3 separate regions of the Gossypium hirsutum genome follow, and all the other regions are linked to region 2. The links are chromatin contacts, called in public Hi-C maps. All regions are on one chromosome and are shown on one strand. The core of a region is the stretch at or near the end of the contact, and the rest is flanking DNA. Distances in the headings are between cores, read along the strand shown. Region 1 holds the start of LOC107952415. Region 2 holds the start of LOC107955686 (cytochrome P450 714C2). Region 3 has its middle 4.9 kb from the start of LOC107955690.

Region 1 (3,656 bases), core at 278-2,777, 160 kb after region 2:
ACTCAAACTATAAAATGGATAAAGATACATAAGATTATATAAAAAAACAAAATATGATATTATTAATTATAACATTCTTAATTTATTTTTAAATATTTTAATCAACATATTTATTTGCAAATTAATTTTATTTAATTAGGATTTTCAAGTCTGCTACTCTAGCACGTCTCTGTCTGCTCTCTCTAGCAAGCCTTTAGGTTTTTGTGTTTTGAGTCTCCTTTGTTGGGCGGCTACCATCTCCATAATCTTATTAAGTTTAAAAATCAATTTTCAACGCCTCTTGTTTTTCTGACTACATCCATGGAATCAGAATTCGCCGATTTAACACTTGATGAAGAAGAAGAAGCAGTTCTGCAGATACAAGTCGATCCAGATTCAGTTAGTGAAGGAGGAGTTCTTAATCTGGTTGGATGTTTTCTTACAGCCAGTATTGTTCACTTTCCAACAATGAAAAACACTATAGCTAATTTATGGAATCCTGTTAAGGGTGTTCAAATTAGAGATCTGGGTGAAAAAAGGTATTTATTTCAATTTTATCACATCATGGATATGGAAAAGGTTTTAAAAGGATCCCCTTGGATGTTTAATAATCATCTTTTAATTTTGCATAAGTTGCAAAGGGAAGAGGATCCATTAAAAGTCCCTTTAACCTTAACTCCCTTCTGGGTACAAGTTCATGACATTCCCGTGGGTTACTATTCTGAAAATTTGGTTACACAGTTGGGAAATTTTATAAGAAATCTTCTGGAGTACGATGGCTCAAGTTTCGAGAAAAAGAATAGAAATTTTATGTAGATACGGGTTCAAATTGATATTCGTCGCCCTCTAAAAAGGAAAAAACAAATCATGTTTAGTGGCAAGTGTTTTTATGTCAGATTCAAGTATGAAAGACTGGCCCTTTTTTGTTTCTATTGTGGCCGTCTAGGTCATAGTGATTCTTTTTGTGCAACCAAGATGGAGCTAGGGGCAGAAATTGCTAACATGGGTTGGGATCTGACTTTACGTGCACAGACAAAAAGAGCCCAAACAATGAGTAGTGTTTGGTTAAGGGAGGAAGGAGGAGTTGTGAGCAGTCTTAATGCAGATCCCAGAGGAAACAGTAGATAAGGAGATGTTAGAAGTTTTGGCTGTGATACAAACATTGACCCTATCTTAGGATTCAATCTGGAAGGAAAAAAGGTTCACTCAAGCCTAGAGAATGACGAAACATTGGGTGGTCAAATTAAAACAGCAATGGATTATGATCTGGAGAATGAGGTGATTATAGGCGAGGAGGGGAAAAAGAGGCCTAGAGGGGACATTGAAGAAAGCAGTACCATGGGAAGAAGAAATAGGAGAATGCCTGAAGTTACTCATTTATTATCGGCAGCTGCCAAGAGGCAAGCCGACTGATCGTAATGAAAATCTTAAGTTGGAACGTCCGTGGTTTGGGGAATCCACGGATAGTTCGAAGACTTCGGGATACGCTGAAGTTACATTATCCCTAAGTGATCTTCTTTATGGAGACAAAAATTAATAAGTATCAGATGGAAAAAGTTCAGCCGAGTTGCAGGTTTCATTTTGGTATTGATGTTGATTCGGTTGGTTCTAGAGGGGGACTAAGTTTAGCATGGCAAGGGGATGCTAATATAATGCTCCAAAGTTTCTCTAATCGACATATTGATGTGATTATTGAGGATGTAGGTGATCAGAAGAAGTGGAGATTTACAGGTTTCTATGGTTCTCCTTACACACATGATAGAGATGATTCATGGAATTTGTTAAGACGATTAAGTAATAACGAAGAGTATCCATGGCTGGTTTGTAAGGACTTTAATGAGATCTTATATGGCTTTGAGAAGAAAAGAGGTCTCCCTAGAGATGAGAGAAGAATGGAAGCTTTTCGAAAGACGTTAGAAGATTGTAGCTTGGTGGATGTGGGTTATTTAGGTAATTGGTTTACTTAGGAAAGAGGGAACCTCCCAGAAACGAACATTCAAGAGAGGTTGGATAGGGGTGTAGCTACGGAAGAATAGATTTTTTTATTCCCAAATTCTCAAATTAAACATCTCCCCTATTCATTCTCGGACCATCGTCCACTTCTTATTAGTACAAGCACAAAGTTGGAAGGCTGATTCAAAAAAACTTTAAGTTTGAGGCCTGGTGGGTTTTGGAGGAAACATTTTTTGAGGAAGTTAGACATATTTAGGAAAATGCCGGAGGTGATATTTTGAGCAAGATGGATGATATCAAAAGAGATTTAACGAGTTGGGCAAACCAGATTCGACGGTGTAAAAAAATAAAAACAGAGGTCCTAACATCAAAGTTAGCAATGTTACTTGAATCCGATAGAAGTGATGAAAATTTGGCAGAGCTTATTGATACAAAGATTAATTTGAATTTTGAGATTGAAAAGGATGAATGCTATTAGGAGCAGAGGGCCTAAATAAATTGGTTGAAACTTGGAGACAAAAATACAGCTTTTTTTCATAAGCAGGCGACCCAAAGAAAAAAGTGTAATTTTATTCACAAGATGCAGTTTGAAGACGGTAGAGAGACAGAGGAGGTTAAAGAGATGGAGGAAATTGCTAGATCGTATTTTCTAAAATTATTTTCAGTAGGAAGACAAGATAACTTCTCTAAAATCTTGTCCGGAATTAACAGATGCATTTTTTATGAAGATAATGAGAAATTAAAGACAAGATACACCAAGGAGGAAATAAGAGAAGCTCTACTAGAAATAGGTCCTACAAAAGCACCTGGAGAGGATAGTTTTCCAGCCTTATTCTATAAAAAAATGTTGGCCGATCATTGGGGAGGATGTATCCACTTTTTGCCTTCAAAGATTAAATGAAAGTATGGAATTACATTCAATCAACAAAACAAATATTGTGCTAAGCCCAAAAATTTTAAACCCTTTCAGTATTACTCAATTTAGGCCAATTAGCTTATGCAATGTGATTTATAAATTGATAGCTAAGGTCATTGCTAATCGACTTCGGACAGTGATTCATAAATGCATTGATTCAGCACAAAGTGCTTTTGTTCTAGGAAGACTGATTTTCGATAACGTATTACTAGCTTATGAAGTTCTGCACACTTTAAAGCACAAAAGGCCAGGAAAAAATAGCTTATGAAGTTCTGCACACTTTAAAGCACAAAAGGCCAGGAAAAAAAAGGTTTATGGCTGTGAAACTGGATATGAGTAAGGCATATGATAAGGTTGAATGGAGCTTTGTGAATGAGTAATGACGAAAATGGGATTTGACCCAAGATGGGTTAGTTCGTTAATGAATTGTGTGTCTATAGTATCATATTCTGTAGTTTTCAACGAAAATGTAGGAGAAAATTTTCTTCCATCTAGAGGTCTTAGACAAGGGGACCCTTTAAGTATGTTTTTGTTTTTACTTTGTGGGGAAGGGCTTTCGAGTCTAATGCAGCTGGCGAGAACAAGAAACATTATAAAAGGAGTTAAAGTTAGTCAAAGTGGGCCAACCATCTCTCATTTACTCTTTACAGATGACTGTATCTTATTTGCCGAAGCTACTGAAAGGGGGGCACAGTTACTAAAACAAGTTTTGAATGAGTATGAGAGGAGCTCAGGTCAATGTGTTAATTATGATAAATCTATTGTATTCTTCAGTTCAAATACACAAGAAAGGGAAAGGGTTGCAGTT
Region 2 (3,399 bases), core at 816-3,315:
GAACAAAAATCTCTCCGAAGTTCATATCTTCCAAGGCTTCCCTCGACACCACAGCTACTGGCGGATAAAGTCTCAATGATTCCTGAATTACCTTAGTAAGCTGCATCACACATGCAAAACAAGGATTTCAAGATTAATAGTTATTTATATAAATATCCACAATAACTCTCAATCTAATAATTAATTATTTGGACATATATATGTATACCAGTTTCATCTTACGAAGCATGCCAGCATCAGGAGTACGACCCCCACAAATTTCAACCACCTCTGTCCGCACATTATCCTGCCATTCTTGATTGGCAGCTAGAAGCATGAGGCACCAGGTGGCAGAAACGGCAGTAGTCTCATATCCAGCCAAGTATATGTTCTTGCAGTTATCAACTACAAACCTCTCGGTGGCTTCTTGACTCAGGTCACTGCTTTTAGCTCCCTCAACCACCATTTGCAGTAAGTCCTTCTCGTATGTTGCTGCCCCCTTTCTCTCTTTTACCACATGCAATATCAAATCACGCACCTCCTTTTCAAGTGCCCAAGCTTCTCTGTTGCTTTTGATGGGAAGATATCTGTGATAACCCAAAAATTTTAAAAGAAATTGCTTCCATAGGACTTTGAAATTGCGAAAGAATGCTCACCTCATTCCAGGCACGCCAGTGGATAAACCTTTCTTGGACATGGCCTCCTGTAGAGCTCTTAGCTTCAAGAAGATTTCTTCTCCTTTACAATAATTACTTCCGAAACAGGCTCTTGAGATGACATCTCCAGAGAAGCTTCGCATATACTCGTCAATTTTGATGTGAGCAAGTCCACCCTCGACCTCTATTCTGGTCTTCCAAGAGTCTACTAGCGTAAATGTAGATTCGACAATCAGGTTCATCATTCCCTACAAGAGGTTTTATCTTTGTATTAATGTTTATATACACCTAGTACTGTATGTAGATCTGTAATCATAATCATTTTGATGTATTTAGTGAATCATATGTTAATATATATTTTTACCTTAACCTTGTCCATGTATAATTCGGGAGCAAGAATTTTTCTCTGATGAGCCCATATTGCCCCATTTGAAGTTAGAATTCCCTGACCAAGCAAAGGACCACGATCCTTTTGTTGATAGGAAGGCTTCCCCAAGGCTAAGGACGTGCATGTAGTAATCTCTTTCACAGCATCAGGTTGATTCACGAACAATATTTGAGTGTTACCAAGAGAAAACACAAATACTTGACCTGAAATTTAATGAAATTACTCCACCACTATCAGTGATAACTATTTTGGTAAATGAATACTCCTAAATTTCATTATAGACACCGACACGCATAGAATTAAGAGGTATGCAATACATTATTATACATACCATATTGTTTCCTCCATTGCTCAAAGAATGGAAAGAGTAGCGCACCGCAGTTGTGAGTGGCAGGGGGGTGCATGCTAGGAACCTTAACAATGCTGGATTGTGCCTTCTTTATCTCTCTTATGTTTCCGATTAGCAGACTCGGAGGCGGTCCTTTGATGCCTTGCTTGAGTAATCTTGCTCGGAGCTTCATTGGCTTCACCACCAACTCATGATACAAACGTAGGATCAATCCAAGGAAAGCAAGCAGCACAAGAGAAACAAAAATGTTGACATAATACTCTGTAAGTCCCATGTTGGAAGTGGTGATAGCTTTGGAGGTTGTTTAGACACAAAGGGAATTATATACAGGGAAATTAAGGAAAGGAGTAGGAAGGTTTGGTGGCAAAAAAAATAAAGAAAGAACTGTATGTAAGACTTCTAATGTATGGTATTTGTGGTCAATGTATTGAGAAAACCATTTTTCTAAGGGACAGTAACATGAAAGGCAGCATGGTTTTGAAGCTTTCTAAGATCCATATTGAAGGTGAGAAGTTTTGCTTAATTATTTGTTGCCAACAACACAAAAAAAAGAAGTGGTTACGAGCTATTGGGATTCAAGGTCTAAAAGTCTTGTAGTGTACAAAAAACTAATATTAATTATTTGTTGGAATTTGGAAGATTACTTAACTTTTCTTTTAACGGGAGGAAAATTACTTAACTTTTAATGTAACTGCAATGGGGTCTCGTAGATATTTCTTTTTCTTTTCTCACTTAATTTCATTTTTAAATAAAAGACAAAAAACAGAGCACTAAGTTCGGGGTTATTTCCTTTATTTCTGCCACTACCAAGTGCTAAATGACTAGTGGCTGTTTAAAAAGGTCGAGCCATAGTCAACAATGTCGACCTTAAAGCTTAAACTCCCATCATTGCTTTGTACGTGGTTTATTTTTTTAACATTATGGATTATATTTCAATGATTCTTTAAACTCTATACTTCAATTTTAAAATAATTTGATACCTCAATTTTTATAATATTATTAATTAATTTAAATATTTTATTTTAATTAAAATATTGATATAAATTTTTAAAAATTGTTAATATTGTTAAAATATTCTATTCAATTTAGGTCTATTATATGTCATTTTTTTATATTTCTTTTTTAAGTTTCAATTGTCACACCAACAACTTTAACAAATAAATTTTAACAATATTAACAAATAAATCTACATTTTAAAACTCAAAAAATAGAGGGACTAAATTTCTAAAAATAAAAGTATAAAGACTAAATTCTAAATATATGAATGATAAAAAAATTTAAAGCATATTGCAACCTTTAATTTTTACTCAATAATTAGCAATATATATATATTTAACTGAAGGCGAAGTGTGAATGAGAACGATCATGCTAGTATAAATTGGAAAAGGGATGATAACCTAGTTTTGAAATAATAAAAAAAATTAAGGGATAAATCTTAAAATTTTACCATACTTTTGGTTTAATGTACAATGCTATATATAAATTTTAAATTTGTGTAATTTTATACATGACATTTTGATTTAATTTAATTTACACAAATTCCTAATATTATTATCGGTATAACACAATTAAATGTTTGCATATTATAGGCACAAATAATTATATTTATCTAATATAAAAATAAATCGATATAATGATTTTCTGAAATGTGTATAATTAAATTAAAATAAAAATTTGATGCACACATTTAAACCAAAATCAAAGTTTAACGTGTATAATTACACAGAATCAAAATTTAAATATCAAATTGCGCATTAAATTAAAGTTAATGTATAGCTTATATTTATCCTAAAACTTAACTACTGCTTCTATTAGCTATTTTTTTAAATCTTAACAAATAAAAGTTAAGCTTTTAAATACATCCTTTTTATTTCCTAATTTTATCTTTTAAAGTAATTTGATAAATAAATTAATTTTTAAATGTTTATAATGAAAATTCATAATATAAGTAATTGATTTATATAAACTGTGCATAATATCGTAGTTGTTTAGGTTGCATTTGCAGATGGTAAAACACTTGCCTATTT
Region 3 (3,257 bases), core at 479-2,978, 210 kb before region 2:
CAATTTTTTATGATTTTCCAAAGTCAGAACAGGGGAACTCGAAATCATTCTGACCTTGTCTTACAAAAGTTATTGTATCTGATGATTTACAATTCCATTGCTTACATAATTTCTTTTATAAGAAACTAGACTCAATAAGCTTTAATTTCATATTTTATTCATCCTCTAACTCGATTTCTATAATTTTTAGTGATTTTTCAAAGTTAGACTACTGCTGCTGTCTAAAACAGTTTTAGTGCAAAATGTTTATTTCCATTTTGCCCCAAATTTCACAATTCATACAATTCAGTCCTTGCTCAATTAACCCCTCAATTAAGATAATTTTCTCAATTAACACTTTTTCTAGACATTATAAGTTATTTCATAACTATTTAAATTCATAATTTCCATATGAAACTTTAACTTCAAACTCTTTTACAATTAGGTCCCAAACATTCACTTTCTATTCAATTCTTTCAATAAAATCAGCATATAAATAATTTAAAGCTCTAATTCCATGGCAAATCATCATATACTTCTAGCACATATTCATAACAACTTTCAATTTCTTTCATAGAATCAAAAACTAATGAATTCAACAAGTGGACCTAGTTGTAAAAATCACAAAAACATAAAAATTTCAAGGAGAAAGCAAGAATTAAACTTACATGAAGCTAGAGTATGAAAACCAGCTTGAACCCTCCTCCATGGTTGTTTTTCAGCTGATGAATATGAAGAGAAATGAAGAGAATTCTAGATATTCCAATTTAGTCCCATTTTTATTTAGCCAATTTTGACAATTTTCCAATTTTGCCCTTATTTCATCCATTTCCTGATTTTTCTCAGCTATTGCCGCCCAAAATTCCTCATTTGACAATTGAGCTATTTAATTCTTCTAGTAACTTTTACACCCTTTTCAATTTAGTCCTTTTTATTTAATTAACCACCCAAACGTAAAAATTTTCTGACTAAATTTTAATACTACCTCACCAACACTCCAAAAATATTTCTAAAAATATTTATGGCTTGATTTATGAAGTTGAGGTCTCGATACCTCATTCTCGACCCAATTTACCTAATTAATTCTTTTAAATCACCAAATTCACTAATTCAAAAATGCTTTTATATTCACATTTAACTCATAGGTATTAATTTATTAAATTTTTAACTCACCCATCGGATTTGGTGATCTCAAATCTCTATTCCCGATACCACTGAAAATTAGGCTGTTACAGTGCATCTAAAATAACTTATCCATTAATAACACATTACAAGGTCAATGATCAAAATAAGACTGGTTGTCGTGGATCAAACCAATGGTATTTATGTATTTAGCAAAGTGCTTGATATAACACATGACTAGTTGTTATTGATCAATCATGTATACCACAATAGCTTTTGGTACAGGCAATAATCAATTAAGGTAATCTATAATACAATTTAAGTATTTGGTTGTAATTTTTTCTTTTTAAGTATCAAGTCGTCAAAAATGTATAATTTATTCAATTTATATATTAAGTCTACGATAGCAGCCAAAAATAAACGAAGATGCTTAAAACTTTATAGTTTTTTCTATAATTATTTGAGTCAAGAATTTGGTGTTCCTTTTACCATACTCCTATGCAAATTAATCGTCCAAATCAAGAATTTCTATCTTCAAAAATCACTGCCGAACCTACACCAGGTACGTCCCTTTCACTTCTATTCACCTTTATATCCTAGCATGGATTCGACCACTCACATGCATAAGTGACCCATGCTTTGTATTTATACTTTTTCTATGCACATGGTTCTTCAAAGAATGGCTTGGACTATGCAGAAAAATCGAGGACGTATAATCGGTTTCTTGGGAATAATGATTTATTTCATCTTCTAATTTAAAATAAAAAATATTTCAAATTTTATTTAATTTTTTATTTTTAGTTTTTAAATTTGTATTATTTATTAAATTATCTTAACATAGATAGAGAAGTTAATGCTTGTTAACTTTGTTGACATGAAATTCATGTGAATTGTAATGTGAATACTGTGTTAGCAATGATTTAATTTTTAAAATTTAAAAATTTTAAAAATATATTTTTTTTAAATTTAAAAGTTATTAAAAATATAAAAATCAATTAATTGTTAACGTGACATTCACGTGGATTACCATATTAGCAAAGTTAACAAACATTAATTTTCTCATCCATTATCAATATAGATCGATTTTACATTTACATATTACATGCACAAATAATTATATTTATCTAATACGAAAATAAATTGATCTGTTTAATTTTTAAATGTATATATTTGAATCAAAATCAAAGTTTTATGTCCACAATCAAAGCTTCATGTATATGATTACACAAAATCAAAATTCATTAACAAATTTCACTTTGGATCAAAGTTTATATATAATTTTGAAATTTATCCTTATATGTAAAAATTGATTTTTATGCCTCATTTTGCAAGAATATTAATATTGTAATACATTTGTTATGTCATATTTGGTAGAAGTAGGGGTGACAATAGGGGCCTAGTCTCCCCTAAAATGGTAATTTGTGTTCGGTTCCTTTAAATTATGTAATTTTATATGTCGATTTATGATAAAAATACATTTTGTCCCCTCAAAATTATAAAATTTGATTTAATCCTTTTAAAAAATGTAAAATAATAAGTTAATATAATAGTAAATTTGTATTTTAAATCTCAAAAAAATTGTAATTCAATCATGGCCCTCCAAAAAATTTCTAACTTCGCTGTTTAGTATAAGTATTATAATTTAACACAAATTTTAATACATCAATAATAAAACAATACATTGTTTGCTAACAAAAAAATTTAAGGCCCTCTTAATACTTATCTATCACTTGATTGATAATGCATACTTATCTATCACTTGATTGATAATGCAAAATACAAGTATAAGTTTGATTGCATCTATTTGACATAAGTTCGAAATCTATTACTTCTATCCCTCACCCTCAATATTGTATAAAAAATTTATTGCAAGAAGTTGCTTATTTTTTTACTAATATCACAAAACATGAGGATTACCTGAAATAGAAAAATATTCAAGAAAGGTTTATTTATTGCCAACAAGTTTAGGAGTACAGCAACATGCAACATGCAAGTCGGGGATTAGACATTTTCCCAAAGTTGTATATAAATATTAGTTAGTTAAAAAAGTGACTTTAATTGGTAAAATCACTAGCAAAACAGGTTTTTAGCGGCACTTTTTTGATCTTGCTTATAAATGCCTCTAAAACAATTTATGGCGTTTTGATAAGCGCCGC

Evidence for each region. Hi-C and Micro-C count contacts between places; a contact is called where the count stands out from the background.
Region 1: a contact with region 2 is called in a Hi-C map of leaf, with 2.3 times the contacts expected there. The contact joins the promoter of LOC107952415 here to the promoter of LOC107955686 in region 2. A contact is called at or near these places in 6 of 34 Hi-C or Micro-C datasets (all in leaf).
Region 3: a contact with region 2 is called in a Hi-C map of leaf, with 2.3 times the contacts expected there. The contact joins the enhancer-like site here to the promoter of LOC107955686 in region 2. A contact is called at or near these places in 6 of 34 Hi-C or Micro-C datasets (all in leaf).

The regions. Positions count from the first base shown.
Region 1 is chrA07:83,417,581-83,421,236 of Gossypium_hirsutum_v2.1, reverse strand. It overlaps LOC107952415, which reads left to right and starts at 1,527. Exons shown (of 2, transcript XM_016887671.2): 1 at 1,527-1,929; 2 at 3,304-3,656. The coding sequence starts at 1,527.
Region 2 is chrA07:83,579,427-83,582,825 of Gossypium_hirsutum_v2.1, reverse strand. LOC107955686 (cytochrome P450 714C2) reads right to left here and starts at 2,065. Exons shown (of 5, transcript XM_016891490.2): 1 at 1,355-2,065; 2 at 1,000-1,226; 3 at 636-883; 4 at 209-566; 5 at 1-100. The coding sequence starts at 1,646.
Region 3 is chrA07:83,791,517-83,794,773 of Gossypium_hirsutum_v2.1, reverse strand. No RefSeq gene overlaps it. Among protein-coding and RNA genes, the nearest start is that of LOC107955690, 4.9 kb to the right of the region's middle. Within about 2 kb of position 1,728, at least 1 of the 9 cell types and tissues checked has an H3K27ac peak or open chromatin away from gene starts, as enhancers often do. A contact at or near this core is called in leaf, where this site is marked.